Regions from separate parts of the Mus musculus genome. Here region 1 is linked to region 2. Evidence: chromatin contacts called from public promoter capture Hi-C data. All regions are on one chromosome and are shown on one strand. Each heading gives the region's core, a stretch centred on a gene start, on an enhancer-like site or on the middle of the called end of the contact. The rest is flanking DNA. Distances are from core to core; before and after follow the strand shown.

Region 1 (6,144 bases), core at 1,940-4,439, 77 kb after region 2:
TAAGCACACCAGAAGAGGGTGTCAGAGCCCATTACAGATGGTTTTGAGCCACCATGTGGTTGCTGGGAATTGAACTCAGGACCTTAGGAAGAGCAGTCAGTGTTCTTATCTGCTGAGCCATCTCTCCAGCCCAAATATAATACATTTTTAAAGAATTATGTTCAATAAAAATAACATGGATGGAGAAAGGAGAAGATATAGGATATGAGAAATTTGTGAGCACATTTTCCTAAATTTCGGCCATAGAAATATTACTAAAATCAATTATTACTAAAATCAATAGGAATAAAATGGGTGAGGGACCATAAGAAGCCCTTCACAAAAGATAAAAGTCAAGATGGGCAGTAAATGAAAAGGTGGCCAGGCAGTTGTAACTAGTTGTTAACTGGGAATATGAATCAAACCCACAAAGGTGGTGTAACTGCACTTTCTTCAAAATGGCTGATAAGATGTAGGTCAGGTGTGGTGGTAGGTGCTTTTAATCCCAGTACTTGATAGGCAGACAGATTTCTGAGAGTTTGAGGGAAGTTGGGAGTTTTTGGTCCTAGGTCAGCCATCTATACACAGTGAGATCCTGTCTCAACAAAACAAACAGAAATCAACCCAACAAAAATAGAAACAAACCTACCTCACCCATCGTTAGTAAGGATTTGCAAAGAGTGAAGCAGAAACCAATGACTGATGAGTAGAGAAGTGGGCGCATCCCCTTTAACAGAGTTGTTTAATACCCATTGACTGAAAGCTTCGGGTATACAGATGTGATAGCCAGAAGTTTTAGCAAGTGCACATCCATATTGGTGCTCTCTGCATTAACTAAAGCAGATACAGAAGGCTAGTTATAGTGGAAAAATCCCTAACGGGCAAAAAGATGGAAACAACCCGACATCCATTAAATGCAACAACCCAGAGTGCAGGACAACAATGAGCACGAAGCAAGGATCTGCTGCCACACAAGCTAATGCAGAAACACTTCACAAGCCTGGTGTTGAGAAAACGTATTCAGACAGTACGAGATGAGACAAGAGTAATTGATTGATTCCATTTGAATGAAGTTCACAAGCAAGGAGGCATCGTCATAGGTAAACAAGGAGGGGAGCAGGGAGTGACTGGGGTGAGGGTGCCAGTGCTGCTTCATTTACTGATTGACATGTGGGCACACGGGCACACTTAGTTTGCACATTAAGCTGTGCAGCCATGGCTTGTACGCTCCTCTGTCGGTATATTTCAAGAAAAAGTTACATGGAAAATTTGATGAGAGAGGGACTCAGAAACCCACAGAACTTTAGAATCTCACACCCTCAAATTTTCCATCAACAGGGAATGGTGGCTGGCTTACCTTGATAGGCAGTTAGCTAAATATATTTGGGAAGGTACATTCAAAGTGAACTGTGAAATTCTCTCGGTGCCGTGCCAAGAACCTAAGAATCTATTCATCGGGCCGTGGAGAGAGCTGATGGTTTGAATGAAGCAATACGACCAGATCCCTGTTTCTAGATAAATCCTTGCAGCAATACGTTGGAATGGAGGAAGAGACGACTAGAAAGGCTAATTAAAATACTGTTGAAGTTTGGAAGGGAGAAAAAAATGAAAGTATGTTATGTCAAAACCAAAATATGTCTCCCGCCCCCGCCCCTGTCTGCCCCTTATCTAGAGTCATTTGAGTAAACAGATTCTGAGAGTACAGGCTACTGCTGGAAAATTCCATTTTTCCTTCCCAGGGGCATCTTCACTGTTGATGGCTTCCAGGCACATAGCGCAGTCCTGAAGGAACTGCTGTCAGGCAACTTTCATTCTGCTGAGTCCTTGGGTGCAAGCTCTTGTCATGCTTCAGCTCTCGGGGCCCATCCATGCATGGAATCTCTTGTGAAGTTAAGAGAAAAAAAAGATGTGTTGTCTGATGAAAAGTCACAGGGCGGAACCTGTGCAACAGCACAAGGCTTCCGCCGATGAAGACAGATTGGCACATTTTGACATTAAGTTCTTTATTTGGGCATAATTCTGTTGTTAAGACAGATTAGAAAGATGGCATGTGAAACAGATTAGCTTGTCTGTGGTTTCAAAAGTAACAAGACTCACTGGGAACCAAAAAGAATCCGGGTGTGTGTGGACAAGGATCTACCAGAGATAAGAAAACTTTCTCTCTCTCTCCATCCCTTTCTAAAATGGGTACTTCCTATGGTTTATAAAATGTATGATGTGCGAGTTCATAGAGAAAAGAGTGAATGTAGCAAGCCTGGACTGCTGCCCCCCACCCCCCTCGCGTGCTTGTTGAGAAGGCTAAATCCACCCACAATGGTTTTACAACTTAGCTGGAGTCTCTGGCCTCATTGTATTTGCAGTTTCCTACAGGAGCCACCTGCCCAATGAGCTTGGTTTGCAACATAATCCAGCTGAAACAAAGGATGGGGGTCTGTGGGCTTTCCCTATATAAACGCAGTGATGAAAATTAAACTTTGAGCCTTGATCAGAAACTTGGTCTTGGCTTCATTCTTCTCTCGCGTCCCATTCCTTTTTCATTTTCAGCGCTCCCCCCCAACCCCCGCTCTTTCAGGTAGCCAGTTCATCCATGGCTGCTGGACGGCTACAGAGAGCCTTGGAAAGTTGTACTTGCAAGCTTGGCCTTTGACTGACATCTGGGAATTTAGATACCAAGGTTTCTCCCTCATCCATTGATCAGAGTCGCTCTGTGTGCCTAAATTTTTTGTACAGACAATAAAGTTCCTGCTTATATTCATCAAGTGTTCTTGACAGAGACAAGCAATAGGGTGTGGGTGTGGGATGGGAGAAGGGAGAGTGTAGACACGATTATGGTCTGGCAAGTTCAGGATCTTAAGGATGCCCATGATCTCGGAGACACAGGCAGAGCCAATGCTGGTGTTCAAGTCCAAAGGCCATCTACCAGCTCCTAGTCAGAGGCCAGTCTTTCAAGTTTTTAAAATGATTGCATGAGGCCTACTACGTACACTGGGAAGATGATCTGCTTCACTCAAAAGTCTATAGAATTAAATATAGATCTCATCTAAAAAGAAACACCCTCACTGAAGTATCCAGAGTAATGTTTGACCAACTACCTGGGCCCTGTAGCCCAGCCAAGAAAATAGAATCAACTACCCCAGTGCTGAATACACACTTTCCTCCTGGGAGTCTGGAATCTGCTATGTAGCAGACAGAGGCTGTGTATTTAGCTAGCCTCCAGTGAAAAGCCTTGGCAAGGGATCTCTAATCAGAGCTTGACTTGCTGATAACCTTCACAAGTATTGTCCCAGCTCTAGCGACACGGGTGGGGGCGGGGGTGGACTCAGCACGTTCTGTGAGGTTCTGCTGGGAAAAGACCCTGGGAAAGCTTGCACTGCCTGCCCATGTGACTTTTTTCTTTTGCCTTTGCTGGATTTGGTCCTTATCTTTTTTGGCTCTCACAAATGGAGCTGCGACTGTGGTTGGGTAATGAATTCCACGAGTCACACTGACTCTGGGGACACCAAGCACCAGCTATGACAAGAGTCCATCTAAGGTCTTTGTCCCACTGAAACATGTCAAAAGGCACAACAAAAATAAACCACATGCTGAACACCGTGAGAAGAGCTCAAAAGCAACCAGCGGAAAGGGAAGGCTAGACAAATGAGGGCTTACATAAATTCCAAGTACTAATGATCAAGCAAATTTTATTTCCACAGATTTTCACAAAAAACAAGTTTAATTATGTACATTCAGCAAGAATGGTCATGAGATATCTCAATAGACATAGAAGCTTTTTACTGTTAAAGATAAGTACAAGGGAACTATGATTGGGAACTATTGAATAGAATTTATAGCTCGATAGGTTTTGAAATCGGTTTATTTGAATTATAAGGAAATACTTCATGTATAATGTTCTTTGAGTTTTGCTTAATAGGCATACTAATTAACTTCTCAAACTCAATAAAAATGTAGGAAATTTACCTATGTTCAGCACTTGACAAATAAATCATGTTAATTACATATTCACATGGCCAATAATGGTTCTTTTAAATCAGGCCGAACAGCGAGACTGCCTTAAGATAATTATTCTCTTTAAATAAATCATGTGTATAAAAATGATTCCTGCCAGTCAGGAGCTTTGAGGCTCCATGATGATTCAGAAATAGATGCTTCTCAAATCTTTGATTCAGTGTTAGCATCCTTCCATGGCCAGCTGTAGAAGGATTACCATCTCCAGTGCACTGTAACACATATAGATAAGGCTATATAGATTCTAAGGATGCTGGGGAGTTCAACCTGGGCTCTGTTTGTTTGTTTGATTGATTTTGCTCTGTTTTCAGGGCATCCTTTGTTCCCCTGTTGCTCTTCACAGGAAAAAAGGCAATATATCAAAATCCTAGAAAACAAAACAGTGATTCTTACAGTGTCATCTCAAGGCCAATAATAGTCCACTATGTCACCTGGGATTCTGGTATGAATATAGATTCTGGGCAGCCAGCAGGCAAGTCTGGAGACCTGAGTTCAACTCCCAGGACTCACATAAAGGCAGAAAAGAATCAATGCTGCAAACTTGTTTTCCACACATACATTGCAGGGACACACAGAGAAAGACACAGAGAGAATATAGATACTTTGAAACAAAGAACCCTATTAGAAAACTAGCAATGGATTTGAATAGAATATTTTTCAAAGAAGCTGTGTGAATGGCCAATAAACGGATGAAAGATATTTAATGTCACTAGCCATTAGGGAAATAAAAATCAAACCCACAAGAAGATACCACATTAAGACCATTGGGATAAATATTATATTTTTGGTTGTGAGCCTAGCCTTTAATGAAGAATCCATCTCTCCAACCCTAGGATAGATATTATAAATAAACACAAACATACACACCTGCAGAGAGAGAGAGATGCAGTGAAGCTGAAGGTATAAAGTGGAGCTTTGTCATTGCTGATGGGAATGTAAAATGGTTATGAAGTTACAGTTATGAAGGAAAAGGTTATTGTGATTGCTAAAAAGTTATACATAGAATTACCATATAGTACAGCAATTCTACTTTTAGTATCTCTCCTGATAAGAAATGAGAACAGGGGCTCAAATAGATACTTATACACTAATATTTATAAAGGTGATCTTTACAGGGGTCAAAATATATTCATTATTCAATTGACTATTAATAGGAGAACTAATAACCAAAACAAAATATTATTTAGCTTAAAAAAAAAAGGAAACCAGGCAAGGTGGCACATGCCTTTAATTTCAGCACTCCAGAGGAAGAGGCAGGTGGATCTCTGTGATTTAGAGATCCGTCTGCTCTGTATATAGAGTTGTTGCAGGACAGCCAGGGCTGTGTAAAGAGATTCTGTCTAAGAAAGAGACAGAGACAGGGACAGAGAGAGAGAGAGACAGAGAAACAGACCGAGAGAGACAGAGAGAGAAAGAGAGAGACACACACAGAGAGACAGAGACAGAGAGATAGAGAGGGGGAGAGACAGAGACAGAGAAGTCTAATACATACTACAACAAGGAAGAAAGTTGAGTCTGTTTTACTAGGTGAAATCAGCCAATTGGGAAAGGATAAATATTGTTAATTCTGCTTATACAAGGTAACTAGTATAGGTATATTCATGAGACAGAAGGTCAACTAGAGACTCTCAGAGACTGATGATGGGCACAACAGAGGATTAAAAAATTATATTTTAATGGTACAAGTTTTATATGGAGGATGATAATAAGTTCTGGAAAGCGCCGGGCAGTGGTGGTGTATGCTTGTAATCCCAGCACTTGGGAGGCAGAGGCAGGTGGATTTCTGAGTTTGAGGCCAACTTGGTCTACAGAGTGAGTTCTAGGACAGCCTGGACTGCACAGAGAAACCCTATCTTGAAAAACAAACAAACAAACAAACAAAAGAAGTTCTGGAAATCAACAACAGTTCACAGAACATTGTGATCATACTTTTATTTTTTTTTTATTTATTAGTTGTTTGTTTGTTTGTTTACTTTGAGACAGAGTTTCTCTGTATAGCCCTGGCTGACCTGGAACTTGCTTTGTTGGCCAGGCTGGCCTCAAACTCAGAGATTTGCTTGCTTCTGCCTCCCAAGTGCTGGAATTAAAGGCGTATGTCACCACTGGCTGGCTGGCAGCATGTGACTATACCTAATGCCACCAAGTAGTTGTCAAAAA
Region 2 (5,857 bases), core at 1,411-3,910:
TGGGACTATACAAAGCAAAGGCTATGTGGTGATGGTCAACTGTCCTACTGACAGTCTGTGTGCTTTTTACAGCAGTCTTTATATTTTAAAAAAAAAAATCAATCACACACACACCGTTAATGTTCTATAAAAAGAGATTTACTCTTTGTTCATTTGCTTTAAGGTATACCTGCGCATCGTTTGGCTCATGTAGCAAATTTGTAACATAAATGATAGACTATCAGATCTTCAGCACCTAAATATCCACAGAGAAATTAAAGAAAGAAAATCACTCTCAAGTTATATAATAGCACTGCAACTCCTCTGGAGTAAGAATGAGACTTGGAGTGAGCCTAACACCTCTAAGACGCCCCTTCAAGAGCCTCCCTCCCCTTCAGGACAGTGTGAGGAGGACTGAACGTGAGCTTTGCATTTACTAGACAAGAGTGGGTCGCGCTGAGCCTTCTTCCCTTTGTAAAACCAATGCTTAATTTTCTAAAATGTAGTTTGAGAAATAATATTTCCATCGTAACTGCATCAGAAAGAATTCCTCAGTAACAAGCACATACGGGCAGAAAACCACTCTGAAACAGCTCACCTGAGTGTTTGCTTAATGTATGTCATAGAATGAATGTGCAGTAGGAGGACAGTTTATATTTCCAAGGGAACTATTATTCTAAACTTTTTTCCTTAAACCACAACTGAAAGAAAAGTTGCCTCAAAAATATTTTTAGAAAAAACAGTGCAAGCAGCAGTTAAATATTAGTAGCAAAATACAGAAAACTAGAATCTTTCCATCTAAGCAGAGTGCAATGCTAGACAGTGTTCAAATCAAATATGCTATCTGTCCTCCACCATACTCCAGCCTCTTCAAGCAAGCATGCCAAAGCTGTACCCTAAAATGATCTTCTCTGACCTGCAGTGAAAATTAGGAGACAGCTTCTTACGGTTAGTGGCTTATATCTAAACCTATGTCTTTCAAACAGTCCTACAGGCAATGACGCATTAAATGCACCTAACAAATAGACAGGCAGGCAGAGAGCCGGAGAAGAGGAAAGGTCAGGGGGAGGACACTCAGAAATACAGTCTTGCTTAGCCCTTGGCACATACTATAGCAGCTATGAGAGGAGCTGTTTCTATACTGTCTTTCTCCTCCGGCCAGAGACCACGGAAGGCTGCTATTCTGTTGCACATGACTGTTTAATAAGAGACTGAAGGTTTCAGGACCAGGCAGGTCAGAGACAAATCAGGTAGGCCCGATTTCATCATTTAAAACTGTGCAGTAACTTTATCTCCACTGATTTAAAAAGCTTTATTCCTCTGGTATATGCTCTCCTCATGTAGCAACTCATTTCATCTTTAATTAATTGAGAAATATCAGATTACTCTGATTTAGCAGTGATTATATTAATTTTAGCACAGTGGGAAGTTGTCGTTCCACGTAGAGTAATTAAGCAAAATTCCATATATTTTTAAAGCTTTCTGTACATAAATGCCTTCTATTCACTTCACAATCTCTATTAAGAGTGCACAGCAGATTGATAACTTAAACACAGTTAAAGCTCTCTTCTACACAATCTATAACAGCACTGTTAGCAGTGCAGTGACTAGGAGGCTCCACATCACAGAGTAAAGGAGGGCAAAGGCAGCAGGACCGGTATGCTGAGAACAAAACCAAACAGAGCCAATGCAGCACTGAGAACGAAGATCAATGAGAACAGCAGCTCAAAATCTAGCCGTTAAACATAATCTTGCCGACCATGACGAAGGGTGCTCTCTACCCTCAGGGTCTCCTCTGTGATGGTTCTTGGCATTTACTTTTATAAAATTAATAAGCCCCAAATCTGCATTACAGAAGTAGAAAGACAATATATTACCCCAATCTAAAAAACTTGGCTATCAGGGTAAAAAGTACAAAGATATAATGAAATATATAAAAGTGGGTGAGGAGAGCACCCAAGTGTAGCTGTTGACCCCAGGGATAAGGCAGCAGGTTGTCTTCCCAATGAAAACTACTTTTACAGTAACACAAATGCCCTTGTCTGCTCAACAGTGAAGGGCTTTAAAAAACCAGCCGAGAAGAGGAGGTAGAGGAAAACTGTGATGTAAGCCATAAAACTGACAAAATATGAGAAACACTATGATGTAATGCTGTAATTCTCAGTGCTATAAGCAGTAAAATTAAGATATATCAATCTATATGATATATACATATATAGGTATATATCTCAACACAATTAATAAGATGCACATCCAATCAATAAGATTTTTAGTATTTTCTTAGCTTCATTAGTGGAAAAATATTCAGTGCATGAAAATCTTATAAAATCAGCCTCCTAGCGCTGGCTCCTTACCTGTGAGGACAGCTTTTGCTGAAGGATCTGCCAGGTCCAGAGCTGATTTCCCATCGGTGTTCCGGATGTTTGGATCGGCTCCGTGCTGCAGCAGCACTGTGCAGGGAAAGCACAAACAGTATCTTACCTCGGGGATACAGAGATTATTTACTGCTAAGTGTCGCCTCGGCATGGTGTAGGCATAAACATACATTGCACAATTTTTTCTCTTTCAAGAAAAGAAAAATGAAAGAAAAAGGGGAACAAAAGCACTGCAGCAAAGGATCTTCTCTAGAGTAAAGCAAAGTTGGCAACTTATGGTACAGTATTATCACATGACTTGACATCATAACCATGAAACTAGAAGCTTGCCCCGGACGGTCCTGCTTTGCCTCCCAAGGAAGCAGTATGGGAGCTGTGTGCGTGTTCCCTGCCTCGCTCTGTGAGCTGTGCTAGCTGAAGCTGCCCTGCCTTTACTACCACTGTGACTGCTTGTTGCTGCTGCTGCTGCTGCTGCTGCTTCGCTGCTGAATCTCCAACACGTCCTCTCTCAGAAGAGTTGTAACCCTGTGCAAGGCTTTTAGTGGCTCAGTGCTCACATATGAAACTCACCATAGACACACTGGCTTGTTTCCAGAAGTTTAACAGACACAGTAATGCGTGCAACGCCAGCTCTTGCAGCCATGCTACAAAAAAGAACTCTATCCTGTATTATGATCCTCCATCAAATTTCTAGAACTAAAAACCCAATCACTGAAATTCATGTAACAAAGGTATTTCATAAAAACTACAGAGACTCCTTAAGATTCAGACCCTCCTATAAGTGAGTGGGCAGTAGATAAAATATGGATATGGCATTTGGGAAGTGTCTAATGCCAACTAAACCACTGCTGTGTAAGAGCAGAGCCCCAGAGACCACGGGAGTGCTACTACCCATCTGATATTTAAACAGTGAACAGGTTAGGCATCTTTAGTCAAAAACCTGAAATTCAAGGTGAGGAAAGTGAATCCTCTGAGCACCTACATAGCCACCTCTGACACCATGATAGGGGAACACTTAAGTGTATACTGAATCACTTTTTTCTACATTTACTGGGGGTGGGGACACAATGTAGAAGTAAGAGGACAATCACTTCTACATGTTGATCCCAGGGATTAAATTCAGGTCCTGAGGCCTGGTGACATGTGTCTTTACCCACTGAGCCAGCTCATTGGCCACTGCTTGTTTTTTTTTTCCCTAAGCAATAAAAATTTTCATTCTTTAGCGAAATATACACTAAGCAACCAAATTTAAACTAATACTCTTCCATTTTAGAACTCTCATTAACATACATGGGATTTAACCAATGAGAGGGCTAAGAATGTAGCTCATTTGGTAGACTGTATGCTTACCATGGTATATGTGAAACACAAATAAATCTCGCATTGAGGCCTGGATTCCAACCTCAAAACATCTCATGCTATATATATGCAAATATTCCAACTCCTCAGGTGGGGTGGGTCTGAACGCCAAAGCACTTAGGTCTCACGCATTTTATTTAGATGAGGGAAACTTACATCTTACATAAGAGTTTTAGGGCTGAAATGGTGGCTCTGCTGGTGAAATGCTTGTTACATAAGCATGAAGAGCCAGGTTCTGATCCTCAGCATCCATCTGTCACACAGAGCTAGGGAAGTGGAACAGAAAGATCCCTGGGACTAGCTGGCCATAGTCTAGCCAAATCAGAGTATCCCGGGCTCAGTGAGAGGCTCTGCCTCAAAACGTGCAGTGGAGAGTAACTGAGGAAAAGGCTCAGTGAGAGGCTCTGCCTCAAAACGTGCAGTGGAGAGTGACTGAGGAAAACACTCAATGGGGCCTCTCTGGAATCCAAAAGCACAAGCACTCTCACGCGCTCAAGCACACTCCTGACAAGCAACTCTGGATACCCTCTGACCCCACCCATACGCGAGCACTTTAAAACATCCAGTAGTGGCTTTGAGCCACTACTAGTAATTCTCAAGTTCTACACTGAAGCCCATACACTCTTTTGAAATTTGGAAGGTGATCTTCATATTACTAAGTACTGAGTCATATTGTTTATAAAGCCATTCTTTCTGTGATGCATAAGCCATCAAGACCATGGCTTTGCTACAATGGATAGCTGTCTGAAGGTTAGCATTCACACCTCTCCCCTTAGATCTGGGGCAATTTCACACTTGCAGTATTAAAACAAGCCATACTTGGGAAGACACAGAAAGATCTGCAGACCTTCTGCGGTCATCCTCCCACCAGCTGCAGGTCTCCATGGTTTCAGTTGTCTTCAGCCAATCATAGTCTAAAATATGAAATGTAAGGCTCACACCATGCACCAGTCTGAGTACCCTGCTCCATCCACCCACGAGGTGAACCAGCCAGCACTCTGTCCAGTGCACTCACTTGCATGTGCTGCCTACCCCCAGTCACTCAGCAGTCATCTCAGCTAGCACATCACAGGGCTGATCTCCTATTTTACTTAGGAATAAATAGTCTCAAAGAGTAAGCACAATGATGCTGGTTGCTGGTCAAATGATACATGTTTGTGATTCAAACATGTCAAAAAGCAGCTTAGCATAGCATGCTTTCTTTAAAGGCGAAGACAAAAGTTCTCAACTTAAAAAAACTGAGTTCCCATCCCTGGGAGGACAAGTCTGTCGCTGAAACTCCAAGGAAGAGGAAAGTAGCCCAGGGCAGTCATGCTGCTGCACGTCCAGGAGAGGAAAGCCTAGAGCTGCTTACAGTCACTTCTGCTACAGCAGAGTAGTTCTTACAGCTAGATGCTACTGCTCATCTGGGACACCACGCACAGATTTGACTGCAGTGCCAATTACTTAGATACAGTCTCCTCTAGGCATACATATGTACAGGAAAGTACTGAGAAAGGACGCAACAATACCGAAGGTTTCAGGCATCCACTAGGAGTCTAAGCACAAGTCCGGTGTATCCTGGTGGGGAGGGGCTGCTGTGTATCACTTACTTCCTGAATGTAGCAATGTTATTTTGAGTCTAAAGTGACTCAAAAGTTAAAGAATAAAATAGCAACACAACATCAAGTTACTGTTACTTTATCTTCCTGAAGGCTATTATTGGCAGTCAACTTGAATACATCTGGAATTCACTTCAAAAGCAAGAGGCTGGGCTCGCCTGGGAGGGACTCTTGGTTAACTGGATCCTTTGAGGTAGGCTCAGAACACCCACCTGGGCCAACCTTCTTGTAGCAGCCCACTGGAAGGACATGGAAAGGAAGGGTTTGCTCAAGGAGAGCAAGTACAAGTCTCACTGGCAAGTTCATGCATCTTCTGTTGAGACACTCAGCCTCACGAACTGGATGACTCTTGGGACCTTCTATAGAGAGACAGCCACTGTTGGACTAGTCGGACCAAAGTCTGTCAGGCACTCTACTAAATCCCCTGTATATATGTAAATTCCTCCTCAGAACCCTGACTATGCAATCAAAATGATCAGCTTTTGCAGAAACTTTGTTTTTAATTCCAGAAGGAAATTTCACATTGGTTCATCCTGGAAATTT

What was found. Capture Hi-C pulls out chosen DNA fragments and counts their contacts.
Region 1: a contact with region 2 is called in a promoter capture Hi-C map of adipose tissue. The contact joins two enhancer-like sites. A contact is called at or near these places in 1 of 115 datasets of contacts at active chromatin or transcription factors (embryonic stem cells) and 2 of 9 other capture datasets (adipose tissue and pancreatic islet).

What each region holds. Positions count from the first base shown.
Region 1 is chr8:34,992,687-34,998,830 of GRCm38.p6, forward strand. No RefSeq gene overlaps it. Among named protein-coding and RNA genes, the nearest start is that of Tnks, 30 kb to the left of the region's middle. Within about 2 kb of position 3,190, at least 45 of the 459 cell types and tissues checked have an H3K27ac peak or open chromatin away from gene starts, as enhancers often do. A contact at or near this core is called in adipose tissue, where this site is marked.
Region 2 is chr8:34,916,046-34,921,902 of GRCm38.p6, forward strand. Tnks (tankyrase, TRF1-interacting ankyrin-related ADP-ribose polymerase) reads right to left here. Exons shown (of 27, transcript NM_175091.3): 3 at 2,334-2,429. Among named protein-coding and RNA genes, the nearest start is that of Tnks, 47 kb to the right of the region's middle. Within about 2 kb of position 2,661, at least 38 of the 459 cell types and tissues checked have an H3K27ac peak or open chromatin away from gene starts, as enhancers often do. A contact at or near this core is called in adipose tissue, where this site is marked.